Linked DNA regions of Ovis aries: region 1 is linked to region 2. A link is a contact called in public Hi-C data. All regions are on one chromosome and are shown on one strand. The core of a region is the stretch at or near the end of the contact, and the rest is flanking DNA. Distances in the headings are between cores, read along the strand shown.

Region 1 (4,322 bases), core at 1,092-3,591, 260 kb before region 2:
CACATGATCTTTCCTCTGTGTATATACTTCCCTGGGAAAGCATATTTACTTTAATGAACACAAACTGAGTAGTCTAGAGTTCCAATTAATGGATTTTCAGGAAGTTCTTAGGACAAACAATAATCTCTTTTTGGCATTTCATCTTTCTGAGTAAGAGTTTCCTAGAATAGGAACGTCAAATAAAGTTGTGTATGTGTAGACAGGAAGTTATTTCAATGTCTCAAAAGAAACCTCTTTTAACATCTTTCAAAACGATACTGATGAACCTATTTGTAGGGCAGGAATAGAGACAGACACAGATGCGGAGAACAGACTCGTGGACTCAGAGCGGGAACGAGAGGGTGGGATGAACTGGGAGAGGAGCAGTGACATGCATACACTACCGTGCTTGAAATAGCTAGCTAGTGGGAAGCTGCCTACAGCACAGGGAAGTCAACTTGGTGCTCTGTGATGACCTAGACGGGTGGGATCGTGGGGTGGGAGGAAGGCTCAAGAGGGAGGGGATGTATGTATACTTATAGCTGATTCGTGTTGTACATCAGAAATGAACACATTGTAAAGCAATTATACTCCAAATAAAAATAATTTTTAAAAAACTTCCTTCAATCCAGCGTTTCCCCAACTCAAATTTATCACTCTCCTCTCATAAAACCCGTTAAAATGTCAAGAAACAGATCATAATAAAAACTTTACTAGGAAATACATTTCTATGAGAGCATGAGGAACCAGAGGTTCTCAAAGGGTGGTCCCCAGACCAGCAGTGTCAGCATCACCTGAGAACCTGTTAGAAATGTCCTTATCTACTAAATCAGAAACTCTGGGGGTGGAGTCAGCAATCCACCCTCCTTGGGACTCTGATGCATTGCTAGGGTTTGAAAACCACTGCTGTAAGCCTCCTTATGACCCTTCTTTTTATTTTTCTGCCCAGTGCAGAATGGAGACAGGTGGGTGCCTTAGCAGACTAATACCTTTGAGTCCTTCCAGGAGACAGGCTTTAAATATTTGTCTGCATGTTCTTAGTAGAGATGGGAGCAAACCACTTTTTTGTAAAAAAGGTGACAGCCTGTTTCTTTATACGGTGACTCATACTTTGATCTTTCTTGTCTTTTCTGAGATCTTTGAAAACAGTATTCTCTCTGCACGGGGACTAGTGCATTAGTGAGGAAAATAAAATGAACTCAAGATGTTGGAGGAGAGCCCCAGGAGAGGGGCTGAATAGCGTGGTCTCAGGGTTTTGCTTTTGAAAATATTAATTCTGGGGACTTCCCTGGTGGTCCAGTTGTTAACAATCCACCTTGCAGTGCTGGGGACCCAGGTTTGATCCCTGACAGGGGAGCAAAGATCCCACATGCTACAAGGCAACTAAGCCCGTGCACCGCAACTAAGACCCGACACAGCCAAATAAATAAATAAACATTTTTAAAAAGCTAATTCTGCCAACGTTCCCCACCCCACCTCCATCTCTTCCCATCCCCTACTTGAGATAGCCCTTCTCCCATATCTCTCTTCTTGGCTTGGCAACTTTTGGGAGGTCTTTCCCTTCCAGTTCCTGACTCCATGCATTCTCCTTGACATTTTCTTCTAAGTTCAGTTCAATGTCCATAAAAGTTTCAAAAGTCTTTATCCCACCTCCACCTGCAAGCTAATACTATCTTCAAGGAAACTGGAGGAACTATATTAAGACCAAAAGCTTTGTTTGCCTTGTGAACAAGAGCTTCCTCAGCTCCTAGGCTTCACCAAAGCTGTCCTGAGCAAGGGTGACATCACTTGATGTTTCCCTACATTGGCAGAGAAAACCCGAATTAAAACCATATCACGTTTCCAGTTTGTTCCAGTCAGATGCCAGAGTCTCCTTTCATATGGCTGTTCAAACCTGGGTGAGGCCCCCTTAGTGTGGGTCGGGTCCTGCCCCCACTGTTCAGCCTCCCTCCTGGTTACAGGGAGCCAAGCCCAGTGGGCAGAATGAAGGTTGTGTCCACAGGGTGTCACTGAGGGACTCTGTCTAAGAAGCGCACATCTGAAAGAGGCCAGTTTATAGCTTCTGGGGTGCAGTGTTATCTGCTTTCAGACTTAATTGCACATTAGAATCATCTGGGGAGCATTATAGATATTGACACCCTGGCCATACTCTACATCAGTTAAATCAGAATCTTTGGTACAGACCTAAGCACCAGAAAACTCCCTGAGTAATTCCAAAATGCAGCCAATTTGAGAGCCACTGGACCGGACTGTATACACTACGAAAGCGCTTCACATAGCTAAATTAGTTACACTGTCGTCACTTGCTGTTTCACAGATGGGAAATGTGATACATAAAGGGAAAATGTGACTCATAAGGAAGGCCACACATGAACTGTTACAGAGGTTATAGAGGTGTCACTGCTCTCATCAAGGACTGAGACTTGGTAAACGCTATATTACTGTTTGAGGTTTCCCGGGACCAAAAAGGGTTTGGAGAATCTACGAATGGAATCATCATGCATTAATTTCTGAATTAAGGTTTTCAGTGTGAGAAACCAGAACCCTGAAGAAGTAAAGTGATCATGAATTTTTAAAATTAACAGTATGGTTTTGGTTTTAATATTAAATTTGACTAAGAACTGTGGGAAATGCTCACGTGTGGTCAGAATCAACATCAAAATACTTTAACTATGTTCCATAGCGATTCACACCATGTGTTTCTGGAGATACTTCTGTTCATCAGCTCTGACTCAAAACAAATGTCAAAAATATCAGACCAAAAGACTTGTCAGGCCACAGAATCCATGTCCTGGATGGTTACAGAATATTTAAATTACAGTGAGGGAAAAAATGAGAGGAAAGGAATTGATAGGGACAGAGCTTTTATTCTGAAAATTAGAGTTTTAAATTTCATTTTTCTTTCTTTTTTTTTTCCTCAGCAGGCAGATCTTAATTACTCAACCAGGGATTGAACCCATGCCCCACTGCAGTGGAAATGTGGAGTCTTAACTAGTGGACTGCCAGAGGAAGTCCCTAGTTTCATATTTTTAATAATCCTTTTCTCTGCTTGAGAGCTGGTTATAAATTACTAATCTCATCATTACCATCTAGTGTGAAAGTCGTTCAGTCTGTGTCCGATTCTCTGCAACCTCATAGACTGTGGCCTGTCAGGCTCCTCTGTCCATGGGATTCTCCAGGCAAGAATACTGGAGTGGGCAGCCATTCCCTTCTCCAGGGATCCTCCCAGCTCAACCTCATCATAACCAGTAGCTGAATCGGTCAAAAGAAGGGCCAGGATTACTTTTAGCAGAACTGTGTTTTGGCTGCTTCTGTCACTTTTCTATTTTGCTTTCCAGAAATGAATGATTTCTGCACTGGGGTGAGCAGGACAGAAAACATCACTGGAAAGGAGAAGCCCTTTGATTTTGGATCATCAGGGTGGAAAACTCCATCAACCTCCCTGAAGATTTGTCTCACCTGGAGATTATATAGAATATTCTGCAACTATTAATATGTGAATGGAAGGTCAACACTCTCCTAGAGGACTTGTTACAGCAGAGTTCTCCCACCAGCCTGTGGATGAAACCTGAAATTCTTCTACCATAAATTCAGACTTTAGAATAAAATGCCATCCCTCTCATGGAAGATCTTGAGAGTTCCACAGTGACCATTATCTTCCCCTTTTTCTTGACAGATAAAGTGGAGGATGCCCAGTTAAATCTGAATTTCAAATAAATAATGAATAATGTTTGGCATAAATATTTCTCAAATATTATATCCCTATGCTAAAAAAAAAAAACCACAACACACTTTTTTTTCTAGGTCAGAAAATCAAATTTAACAAGGCATCCTGTATATTTATTTACTTAACCTGGAACCCTTCTGCTAACCAAATGGAAATTCTCTTTCAGGCAGCAGTATGCCCATCAGCAGACATTAGGTCATGATTGGTCTAAAGTAATCATTTCCTCATTCTCCCAGACTTTCTTGCAGCTGGGGGTGTAGTGTCTTGGTCATTGAGACATTAAGGGAAGACTGTGCATATGTGCAGGATATGGTTTGAAAAGACTTTTTTCTCTTTTGCAAGAGTGACTAGTGGTTCCATCTTTGCTCTGTTCCTCCTTCTTGACTAGAATGTGGATATGGTACTGAGAGGGGCTTCCCCAGTGGCTCAGTGGTAAAGAATCCACCTGCCAATGCAGGAGATGTGGGTTCAGTCCCTGGGTTGGGAAGATCCCCTGGAGAAGGAAATGGCGACCCACTTCAGTATTCTTGCCTGGGAAATTCCATGGCCAGAGGAGGCTGGTGGGCTATACAGCCCATGGGGTCGTAAAAGAGTCAGACATGACTTAGTTACCAAA
Region 2 (4,067 bases), core at 536-3,035:
GGGTGATGTGAGGGCAAAAAGTCAGTTTGTAGTTGGTATGTCATCTTACATATACTATTAGCCTACTTTTATTTTTGAAGATCAGGTTTTAATATATTTTTTTCTAGACAGTCTTGGTTTTTGCCTATGATTAGATGATGCATCAGATGTCTCCAGGTTTTTGGTGTGAAAAATATTGCCATCTTCTCATTGCTTCCGTGACCGCCTTCCAGTCTCCAGATTTCCTTTATGCTGCTCTCCCCCAGTTAACTCAGTAGCCTCTCACCCACTTCACCCTTCCAGACTATGGCCTTCCTTTAATGCCTGTCTCAAATTGCACCTCTCAGGACCGCAACATGACTTCTGTAGGTCTTCTATATTTTGCTTCCATGGGCCCCTTCTCTTACTAAAACAAAACAATACCCTAAAACTTTGTTTCACATCTGTGTTGGTATAAAGAAATATAATCCACCCCAGAATATAAGTCACATAGGAATACAATCACTTTTTCTTTTGATTTGAAAAGAAAATTAGAAACATCTCATGGGCCTTTTAAAGTATCATGGGTCCTGGGCACCCTACCTCCTGATGTAGCTGGATAATAAGCCATCCTTGTTCCTCCTCCATAAAAGTATTCTACACAATTAACACATATATATATATGAAGTCTAAAAAATAGTACTGATGAACCTGAAGATGCAGACGTAGAGAAAAGACTTGTAGACCCAGTGGGGGAAGGAGAGGGTGGCGCCCATGGAGAGAGGAGCTCTGGCATGCATACACTGCCCTGTGTAAAACGGCTAGCTAGTGGGAAGAGCTGCAAAGCATAGGGAGCTCAGCCCTGTGCTCTGTGATGACCTAGACAGGTGGGATGGGTTGAGGGGGCTGCGAGGGAGGCTCAAGCAGGAGGGGATATATGTACACACATAGCTGACTCACGTTGTATCACAACACTATAAATAAATTATCCTCCAATTAAAAAAAAAAGTGTCTACACAAATGCCTCTTAATTTACTAGCATTAACACATACTCCAGACATAAAGAGGCTCTTTCAAATCCTTGCTTCTTCACTTTTTAACTATAAACCAGAGAAGCCATTCAAACTTCCTAAACATCAGTTTCCTCCCTTGTGTAATCCTTACCTCATGCAGTTGCCATGGTAACATGTGACTCTGCATATACAATGCTTAGAAACTGGTCCAGGGCCAATATCCATAACTGGTAGCTATTTATATTTAAACAGACATTGGCCATCAACTATCTTGATTTAAATATCACACTATTATCTACTTTTACATTTATGTTGAACTCTTTTACCAAATAACTCCTAGAGGGATGGGACTAAGTTTCATACCAGCAGTTCTCAAACTACTGTGCATCAGAATGCCCTGGAGGAGGTATTGAAACAGATGAGTGAAGTTCCTGATTGAAGAGGTATGGGGTAGAGCAAGTAATATACCTTCCTAGCAAGTACTAGATGATGCTGAGGGCTGCTGCTTTTAGGGCCCCATTCAGAAAACCACTGTTTTAGATAATTCTACATCCTTCCAAAATCTAGCACAGAGAAAAGCTTTCAAATACTTCAGAGTAGATTATTTAGGTAAAAGGGGAAACAAATGCCAGTGGGAAAATCTGACCCCTTCCCCAATTGTGAGAAAATTTTCACTCCTGCAGGGGCTGAGCAGAAAGAGATGAGCAAAGAAATGTCATTAAAAGGGGAAAGTGGCACCACTGAACACTATCATCTGCTGGATTTCAGCGGCATGTGCAAAATGCAGACAAGAAGCCAAACAATAGCTCAGCCAACTCAAGGCTGCCTGTGTTCTGAGCTCAATCTATAACAATGCCAGCAGGGCCGCTGGGATCCATCTGCTACTCTTTCTGATAACGGATCTTAGGTCTCTCTGGAAGGAAACAGCTTGACAGGAAGAACGAACGATTAGGCCAACTGAAAATGTCTGGATTTATGAAGCTGCACTTGAACAGGGCACAGCTTTTAACTCTTGATAGCACTTTGCTAACCTTCAACATTCCTCCACTGTTCTTTCTGATTTCTCTGTTCCTTTCACGGGGAAATGTGAATGGCAAAGTTCCCTGGACACTTTCTATTTATATACAAATTAAAGTTGCAGGATTCAGTATTAAGGAAGACACGAGATCCTCCAGCCCAACCCACCAATTTACGGATGAGGAAACTTAAATCTAGGGTTAATTAAAACATGTAAGTGGCAGTGGTAGAGCCAAGCTGAAATCCAGCTGCCTTGACACGCAGAGGGCATGCCGCTGCTGCTGCTGCTGCTGTTGCTGATAAGCCGCTTCAGTCGTGTCCGACTCTGTGCGACCCCATGGACAGCAGCCCACCAGCCTCCTCTGTCCCTGGGATTCTCCAGGCAAGAACACTGGAGTGGGTTGCCATTTCCTTCTCCAATGCATGAAAGTGAAAAGTAAAAGTGAAGTCATTCAGTCATATCTGACTCTTAGTGACCCCATGGACTGCAGCCTACCAGCCTCCTCCATCCATGGGATTTTCCAGGCAAGAGTACTGGAGTGGGGTGCCATTGCCTTCTCTGCATATACATGCTACTGTATATAAAAATAGCTAATCAACAAGGACTACTGTATAGCACAGGAAACTCTACTCAATACTCTGTAATGACCTATATGGGAAAAGAATCTGGAAAAGAATGGATTTATGTGTATATACAAGTGGATCATTTTGCTGTACAACTGAAACTAACACTGTAAGTCAACTGTACTCCAACATAAGCTAAAAACTAAACTTAAAAAAAATGAGTAAGAAAAAGGTACTTTTTCCTCCACTACTTTAAGGAGGAAACATGTAATTTAAGATACTTTTCACAACATGTCCTTTTGTCCCTGGAAGCAGGGGTGCTTTATCAGAGCAAGTAAAGAGAAATGAACCACCCTAAACAGTTTTAGCAGGGCCTGGAAACTTCAGAACAAGAACAATGTCCACTGGCTACCCAGAAACTTGGCCAGAGCAGATTCTCAAAATCCAAACAGCAAATGAATGAATGAATTACTGGTTTGATGGTTATTTGCTAATTTTCAATCAATTAAGGAATGCATATTTCACATTAAGATTTTAAGCCTGCTATGGAGTCTCCTCATTCCCTATTAGTAAGTTAGATACTCACATAAAAACAGAATCACCTTTTCTATATGACAGGCAGTGTGTCTGCTGGAAAACACAGGTTTTGGAGGTAGACAACTTTGAATCTCAGAGTGCCCACTCTGGTTACTTAATCCTTGGCAAGTTATAGAAACTTTCTGAGCCCCAAATCCCCACCCTCCACCAGTATGTATAAAAATTAAAACCTACCACTTGAGGGTTGTTGTAAGAATTAAGTAAGATAATGTGTGCAAACTGCCTTGCACTATGAATAAATGTGTATTTGTTCCCCTCCAGTACCAAGTAACTATTTAAAAGTAAAACAGGTATTGAGTAGATGAGGAAGTTAGGTAAGTTAGGTAAGTTAGATGAAGTCAGAAAGGTAAGTTTAAGACTGTGGATGGAAACTAAAGGGCCTTTTTTGGCTGAAAATGTACACAAATCCTCGTAATCATTATGGTTATCTAGCAGCTGCTTTCACTGATGTTATGCTTTGCAATACATGTAAGCAAAGCTCCTATCATCTAGATATTCTTCATACTCCATAAACCCTCACTGGTTCCCCAGTCTCTAACAAAATAGTTTCCAGGAAAAAAATAAATGTAGTTTTTTGCTTACCCATTTGGTCTTGGTTTCCTTGTTCTGGGCTCAAGAAACTCCGTCTCCTCCTCCATTTCCATTTCAGGGATTATGTTTTGTGGTGAAAGCATTTCCCATTCATTGTCATGGGTGACAGGCTGCAGCATAACTGCATCAGGGCCAGCTCTGCCTCGGCTCTTGCTCCTCCGTGATTGGCTGCCCAGATCAGAGGCTTCCCCTAGTGCTAAAGATTCCAGAGGCTTCATTTCCTCCAGAATCTGTATCTGGGGGCTCTGGCCCAAGCTGCGATCAGAGGCTGGCTCCACAGCCTCACCAGACCATCCAGGTCCTGAGTCCATGGTCTCCGATGATGGA

What was found. A called contact is a pair of places that touch in the nucleus more often than the background predicts.
Region 1: a Hi-C map of retroperitoneal adipose tissue shows a contact between it and region 2, with 2.9 times the contacts expected there. The contact joins two enhancer-like sites. A contact is called at or near these places in 7 of 16 Hi-C or Micro-C datasets (hypothalamus, liver, mixed tissues and 4 more).

Annotation. Positions count from the first base shown.
Region 1 is chr2:60,342,665-60,346,986 of ARS-UI_Ramb_v3.0, reverse strand. No RefSeq gene overlaps it. Among named protein-coding and RNA genes, the nearest start is that of GCNT1, 24 kb to the right of the region's middle. Within about 2 kb of position 2,341, at least 8 of the 54 cell types and tissues checked have an H3K27ac peak or open chromatin away from gene starts, as enhancers often do.
Region 2 is chr2:60,086,534-60,090,600 of ARS-UI_Ramb_v3.0, reverse strand. It overlaps PRUNE2 (prune homolog 2 with BCH domain), which reads right to left. Exons shown (of 17, transcript XM_060409323.1): 9 at 3,732-4,067. Among named protein-coding and RNA genes, the nearest start is that of PRUNE2, 210 kb to the right of the region's middle. Within about 2 kb of position 1,785, at least 6 of the 54 cell types and tissues checked have an H3K27ac peak or open chromatin away from gene starts, as enhancers often do.